Regions from separate parts of the Mus musculus genome. Here region 1 is linked to region 2. A link is a contact called in public Hi-C data. All regions are on one chromosome and are shown on one strand. The core of a region is the stretch at or near the end of the contact, and the rest is flanking DNA. Distances in the headings are between cores, read along the strand shown.

Region 1 (3,176 bases), core at 187-2,686, 490 kb before region 2:
TCCTCAATTCTTAGACCTCAGAATCTTTTTCTGTGGCATCAGGACAAATCCTCACTCGTGGAGGCTTTCGGAAGCTGCCCGATCCAGTTATCCCAACTGGCACAAAGGAAGGACTTACGAAACACAATAAACTTTGTTCCAGCTGAACTTTCACACGCTAGCATCTCAGGAAGACAACAAAGCTCTGGCTGTAAGATCCTGATCAGAGACTTGAGCTCTGATGCAGGACAGTCAGCCTTGGTCTGTCTGGACTCTTGAATGAATGCCCTTCTCCCACCCCCACCCAATGTTGCCTCAGTGGGAAGAGAAAGTCCTCCAACTCTACCTTGTTCTGGTAGTTTTCAATCTCCTCCTGCAGGAAGGTCTGCCACGTTATCTGCTGGAGCTCTTCCCGCAAGTACTGGCAGGTTTCCAGGTGGGATTTGGATATGTTCTGGGCAAGGTGTTCTGGGGAGAAAACAGGAGATCACGACCATGAACAGCCACGTTATTTTAGGAGCCAATAATACTCTTCTGCCGGTGTCATCCACCTTAAAAAGCAACTCACTTAAAGCAATGTGCTGACATTTGGTTTCCTTTGTATAGCTAAGGAAGATGGAAACCGCCTGTGTTTGTGCCCCAGGGGATGGAGGAGAGAGGCTTTGCAAAGCCAACAAGACTGCTGGAAGTATGGTGGATTCAGAGACTTGAAGACCTTGGCCTTGTCATAGGCTTTCTGCCCGTGTCTGGAGATGAACATGGGTTAGGCAGGAAAAATGAAAAACAGCCTCTTCTTGGCTTTTTGTGCTGTCCTGACAAAAGTGGGTCTTTAAAAGCCAGGAAGTTATGTAAGTGTGCACATGTCTGTGTGTGAGCACAAGAGCATACATCTTTTTATTTCTGCAGTATGTGTATGTGTCTCGAGTGTCTTCCTTAATTGCTCGCTCCCCTTGCTCCCTGTCCCCCCCCCCTCCCCCATGGTTGGGTCTTTCACTGAACCTGGAGCTCTTTGATTAACCTAAACTGGCTGGCAGTGAGGCCCTGGGCCTGCCTCCTCCTCTTCCTCCTTCCCGGGGCTGTACTTATACCATGCCCAGGGGTTTGGTTTTGTTTTGTTGTTGTTTTGTTTTTGTTTGTTTTGTTCTTCCTTTCCCTTTCCCTCTTCCCCTTCCTTCCTTCCTTCCTTCCTTCCTTCCTTCCTTCCTTCCTTCCTTCCTTCCTTCCTTCCTTCCTTCCTTCTTTCCTTCCTCTCTCTCTGTCTCTCTCTGTCTGTGATACATGGGTTCTTAGGGACCAAACTGAGGTCTTCATGTTGTAATGGCAAGCACCTTTTTGATTGGAACCTCTCCCCAGCTGGAAAGATGCCATCCTTTAATGATGACAACTAGCTATTACCTTTGCTTTGCTAGCAAACATCAGGACACACATTGCTGAGGCATGAACAGATTTTGTACTAGTTTGGCAGAGAGAGAGAGAGAGAGAGAGAGACAGACTGACCCTGGACTGAGACTGCCTGGGAGTATGTCTCTGCCTTGCTGTTTCTGAGATATATGACCTTGGAAAGTTGTTAACCTTTCTGTACTTTGCTTTCCTCTTTGGCAAAACAAAGAAAATGGCACTTGTTCATAGGACAGCTGTGAGTATCCAAGGACTCACACTTGGAACAGGGAGTGTCACATACCGATGCTGTATAATTGTTAGACTGTGTATTAGGGCTTTGGTGATACTAAATATATGCCAAAGACGTCTCTAGAGTTGATCACCTGTGGACATGTGTGGACAGACAGAAAAGATAATTTAAAATATCAGAAAGTAGGATGTGAGGCACATCACAAGATAAAGACAGTGGCTATCATGGTCAGGAGAGGAGAGATCAGGATTGGCTGGATAGAATTGGAGAATGCTTCTGAGTAAAGGAGGGATACCAAGGGATGGGAAGGGTTGGCAGGAGGGAGGGGTCAGTGCTATATAGAAGGGACCGTGGATGAAAGAACACATATGACACTTGTAAGGGGCAGACAGATTCGATGGTGTAACAGGGTTAAAGCAGACATAGCTAGCTAGGAGCCCACCTCCTGAAGGATCTCGGATGTTTAGGATTGAGCCAGAATATGATATAATAATAGGACTAAGCAGAATCCTGGCGGGAAAGCCGACGTATTGAAGATTGCATCTGGGGACTGGGGACAGAGGACAGGCAGCTTTGTGCTTGGGACCTAGAAAGCCTGGGGTAGGAGGGTCCGGTGGGTAGCTGATAAAATGTAGATTGAGTTTTCGTGTGAAGCAGGACATTAGTGTCAGGGAACAGAAGGAATATTTTAAAAGAATATTTTAAAAGCTGGACGTGATAGTACATGTCTGTAACTTGAATTGGGTTAGGCATAGGAGGATGGACATGTACTTGAGGCTAGCCTGATCTATATAGAACATTCTAGGCTCGAATGCCTACATAGCAAAGATCCTGTCTCCAAAAAAAATGTAATGGAAATAGTTGATGGGAGTTTACAAACAACGGATCACACCGAAAAGTGCTCATGTTCTCAGGGTTGAGTCCGTGGCAGGCAAGCCACTTAGGATGGCATAGAAAGTAAGGCTGGCGGACAGTACCACAGAGCCCGCTTGTTTATAAACATGTTCCAGCTTCCGCCAGACAGAAGGAGACATGTTTCTGTGTGAAAACAGCAAGCTCACCTAAAGGCAATCTGAAACTGGAGTCTCCTTGGAGACACAGAAGCATAATAAACCCTAACAGCTCTGCCTGGCAGCACACAGGTAACAGAACAGCCTGGATAAATAGTATTTAAAAAGCCAAAGAAATCAAATGTAAACAGAAGAAAGCACTTCAAGGAGACAGACCAGAGGAGAAGCAGAGAAGCCTGCTCATTAAGATAAAAAGAATGGGTGTTAGAAAGCAGAAAATTAACGCTTAGATAAAGAGCTCTGGCTAGGGAGGACAGTGTCTAGACTATAAACCAAGATTTGTAGATTTAGAAAAACGAGGCCCAGGAGGTGCTATGGGGCTCATACTCCGCTCGCTCATCATTATCTCTTTCCCAGTTATGGTCAACATCTTATTTCAATTGATCCTGACAAAGGTTACTGGGTGCCAAGTATGGTGCTACATGCCTGTAATCTCAGTGCATGGGAGGCAGAGACAGGAGGATTTCCATGAGTTAAAGACCAGCCTAAATGACCTA
Region 2 (3,223 bases), core at 157-2,656:
TGTGTGTGTGTGTGTGTCAGCATGCATGTGTGCAGATGCTGGTGCAATGGTTTGGTCCTCAACAGCCACACCAATGATGGGAGATTCCCTTCTTATGTATAGAATTAAGGAGATCTGCTGGGTGCTGCTCCGCTGGTCTCTCAGCATCTTATAGGAGAGGTTAGACCTAGAAGTTGGTTGGCTTGGCCTTGGGGGTTTCTACTAGGCCAAGTTCCCTCGTGTGCATTCCTCCAGCACATGAGGCCAAGGTGCTTCAGTGCCTTTGGTAGACCCTACACATCTCCCTGAGCTTGTTCCCATCTGCACAGAGCCTCTGTTCATACTGGAGAACCCTGGACACACTAGGAGAGATGAGCATGACAAAGCTCAGCTCTTCCCTTCAGTGAGAGAAACAGGATGATGAGAAAGCACAGTGGGTAGCCCAGAGAAAGAAGGGCCAGTTTGGAGCTCTTACGGTCCCCAGTCTATGGGGAGGACAATTCTTGGATGGGCTGTGGGTAGTAAGCCTGGGCTGATTTCAGGGGGACTGGGGGACTCCAAATGTGATAACCAGCCACACTGGATTCTGCTATAGTTATTTACAGTCTCCTGGAGCTAGACGAAAGATTCAAAGTCACCATGTGGTGGCTACCAAGAAGATGCTTTCTTAAGCAGTAGAATTCTCTTTCAAATTAAATCTTCTATGGACCCCTGGAATGAAAAATAATTTACATTGAGAAATGGCTGCTGAGCAATTAAAACCCCTCACTGTTTGATGGAAAAAAATTATTCTCACAGCATACAGGGCTCCACTAGAACACTCTGTGAGGGCTCCCAGAGAGTGTGTGTGAAGACCGGGTTCTCAAATAAATGGGGAGCACACTGCCACTGAGGCATATTCCCCCAAAGGCAGCTCACACATTTAGAATTTCTGTCCTCCCCCCCCCCACCTGAGTGCCACCCCCTCATAGTTTGCATGCATGAATGGTAGCCCTTCTCTGAGGCTCAGGGACTTACATGCGCACACCGTAGAGGGAGGTGTTCACCACAGTGGAAGCTAAAAACTAGGCTGTACGTATGCTCTTTCTTTCTTCCCCCACATATATGCTGGAACTTGAGCCAGCCAGGTCCCTTCTGCAGTCTCAAGACTTCCTGCCCATCTGTCTGTGAGGGCCGAGGGCTAGTTTGTGCATGTGGGCAAGAAGGGAAGGGGAGTCTTACATTACTGGCAAAAGTGGGGGACAGGGAATGGGTACGGGAAGGTCCTGCTTCCTTCCAGCTTCAACGTAGCCCCCTTCAAAGTACAGAGGACAACACAACCTGGCTATTCCAAGTAAAGCAGTAAACAGAGGTAAATTCTAACCAGACTTTGTGTGTTAAAAGGAAGCGAAAGCAGCTGAATTATGTACAAAAACTTACCCTGCCCCCGGAAGGCATCAAAATAGAACTTCCTGGAGCCTGCTAGAAAGACAGAGGCGTCCTGCACACAGAGCTTCTGTGAGCCTGCCAGAGAGATGTCCTGCATGCCAACTGCAACTCTTTAGAGAGGATCAACAGCTGGAAAGGCAAACTTTTTTTTTTTTGAATGTTAACATTTTACAGTTCAAATCACTTAACAGATGTAAAATTATGGGTTATACTTAGCATTAGTTTTTTTCCCCCCAGAAATTATTAACTAAAGAAGATCTTTCTGGAAAACACATCTGATGGTTAGAATTTCTTGATGATGATGACAAGAACACGCTCCTTTTACTAAATGGGAATGTTTGTTTTACCCAATCTCACTTTCACCAGCGTACCCCATAGCTGATACAGGTTTACATAAGGTTAACTGGGCGTTTTGAGGCATTAACCATACACATTTCGAAGCCTAGGCATTAAGTTGTCTTAGGTGACTAGTCAAGAAATGTTAATGAGACACTAAGGCAGGGATTGATATCATACCCAAGAGAATATTCCTGAAGGGAAACAGTCAGGGTAAGACAAGGCCGATGACATCAAAGAAAGTTCCAGATCTCAGCTCAAAGGTGATGATGTGGGGGTAAGTGGGGCAGATGATGTCAGCAAACTCTCTGAGCGGGTCAAAGTTGAGGGCGAAATGGATAAGGAATCGATAACTGGCTGACTGATGACAAATCTGGTGGGGGAGAGTTGGGTAAAGAGCGGCTGTTCAGAAGGCAGAGAAGGAAAGGCAAAGGGCACGTGATACTGTTGCTAAATACATCTCCAAACTCTTATGAGAGGTTTGGGAACATGAGATGGGAGAGAAGAGAGTCATGTGGACCTCTGGCAGCCAGGGACGCAGGAGGTCTGGAGAGATACGCACCATATAAACCTCTCACTTCTTTAACCTCCGTTTCCTCAGCATTAGTTTGAAGTTTGTTCCAGGTGGCTTCTGAGCTTAAGATAATTATTTGAAGGAACAACATCAACATCAAAAAACCCAAACCAAAACAAGACCTTCTCCAGTGGAGAGACTTAAAGTATTCCATACAGACAAAAAAGCCTTATCCAGTGCATTCTAGAAGCTTCACCCAGCACCTGACTCTGGTTTGCCTGACTACCAAGTGAGATCCCTTTGTCTATCAATGCTGGGTTAAAGATGATCAATGCCCAGACATCATGTAAATCAAGGAAGAAAACAATGCTTTGGAAACTGAGTACTGAGCCAAGGGAAGGGGACAACTATGTTCTAGAAAAATCTTAATAAGTCAACTCGGAGTCCAGCTTCCCTTTTAGAAACAGCATGCCAATAACGATCCACTTCATGGCTGTGTACGTCTTGGGCTGCAAGAGGCTGACAAAGCATTTGGGTCTTACATATTACAGTCAAAAGAAGGAAGTCGCCATTGTGCTACACTGGCTAGCTTGCCACGGAGTTAACTCTTTCAGTGCAGAGGCGTCCTGTTAGCTTCTCCCCCAGGGGAGGGAAATAGGTACCTGTCTATGTGTTAACAGATCAGCCTCTTTGAAGGCACAGTTCTCAAAAATAGACTTACTGTATCCCACCACCAAGGACAGCTCATGTTTTCTCTTTGCTTGAAGTGCTGGCCCTAACTGTCAGCTCTCATGTCCCTTGGGATGCAGAGTCAGAATGTGAGACTTGGAACATCAGAGCCAAAAAGCCACCTCTGAGCGGTTCAGAGGCAAGGTGGGAAGGGGTAGGGGAGAGAAAAAACAACAGCAAAAAAAAAAAAAAAAAACCCCACAAACCAAACCAGCATCCCACTGTGATGTCAGCCAT

What was found. Hi-C and Micro-C count contacts between places; a contact is called where the count stands out from the background.
Region 1: a contact with region 2 is called in a Hi-C map of liver, with 2.2 times the contacts expected there. The contact joins two enhancer-like sites. A contact is called at or near these places in 1 of 39 promoter capture datasets (the HPC-7 cell line), 3 of 484 Hi-C or Micro-C datasets (embryonic stem cells, liver and nephron progenitors), 1 of 115 datasets of contacts at active chromatin or transcription factors (fibro-adipogenic progenitors) and 1 of 9 other capture datasets (embryonic stem cells).

What each region holds. Positions count from the first base shown.
Region 1 is chr9:69,368,486-69,371,661 of GRCm38.p6, reverse strand. It overlaps Rora (RAR-related orphan receptor alpha), which reads right to left. Exons shown (of 11, transcript NM_013646.2): 6 at 326-447. Among named protein-coding and RNA genes, the nearest start is that of Gm15511, 5.8 kb to the right of the region's middle. Within about 2 kb of position 1,436, at least 6 of the 459 cell types and tissues checked have an H3K27ac peak or open chromatin away from gene starts, as enhancers often do. A contact at or near this core is called in liver, where this site is marked.
Region 2 is chr9:68,882,789-68,886,011 of GRCm38.p6, reverse strand. The region is part of intron 1 of Rora (RAR-related orphan receptor alpha); the gene reads right to left. It overlaps Gm31262 (a long non-coding RNA gene), which reads right to left. Exons shown (of 2, transcript XR_379583.4): 1 at 1-3,223. Among named protein-coding and RNA genes, the nearest start is that of Gm31262, 61 kb to the right of the region's middle. Within about 2 kb of position 1,406, at least 70 of the 459 cell types and tissues checked have an H3K27ac peak or open chromatin away from gene starts, as enhancers often do. A contact at or near this core is called in liver, where this site is marked.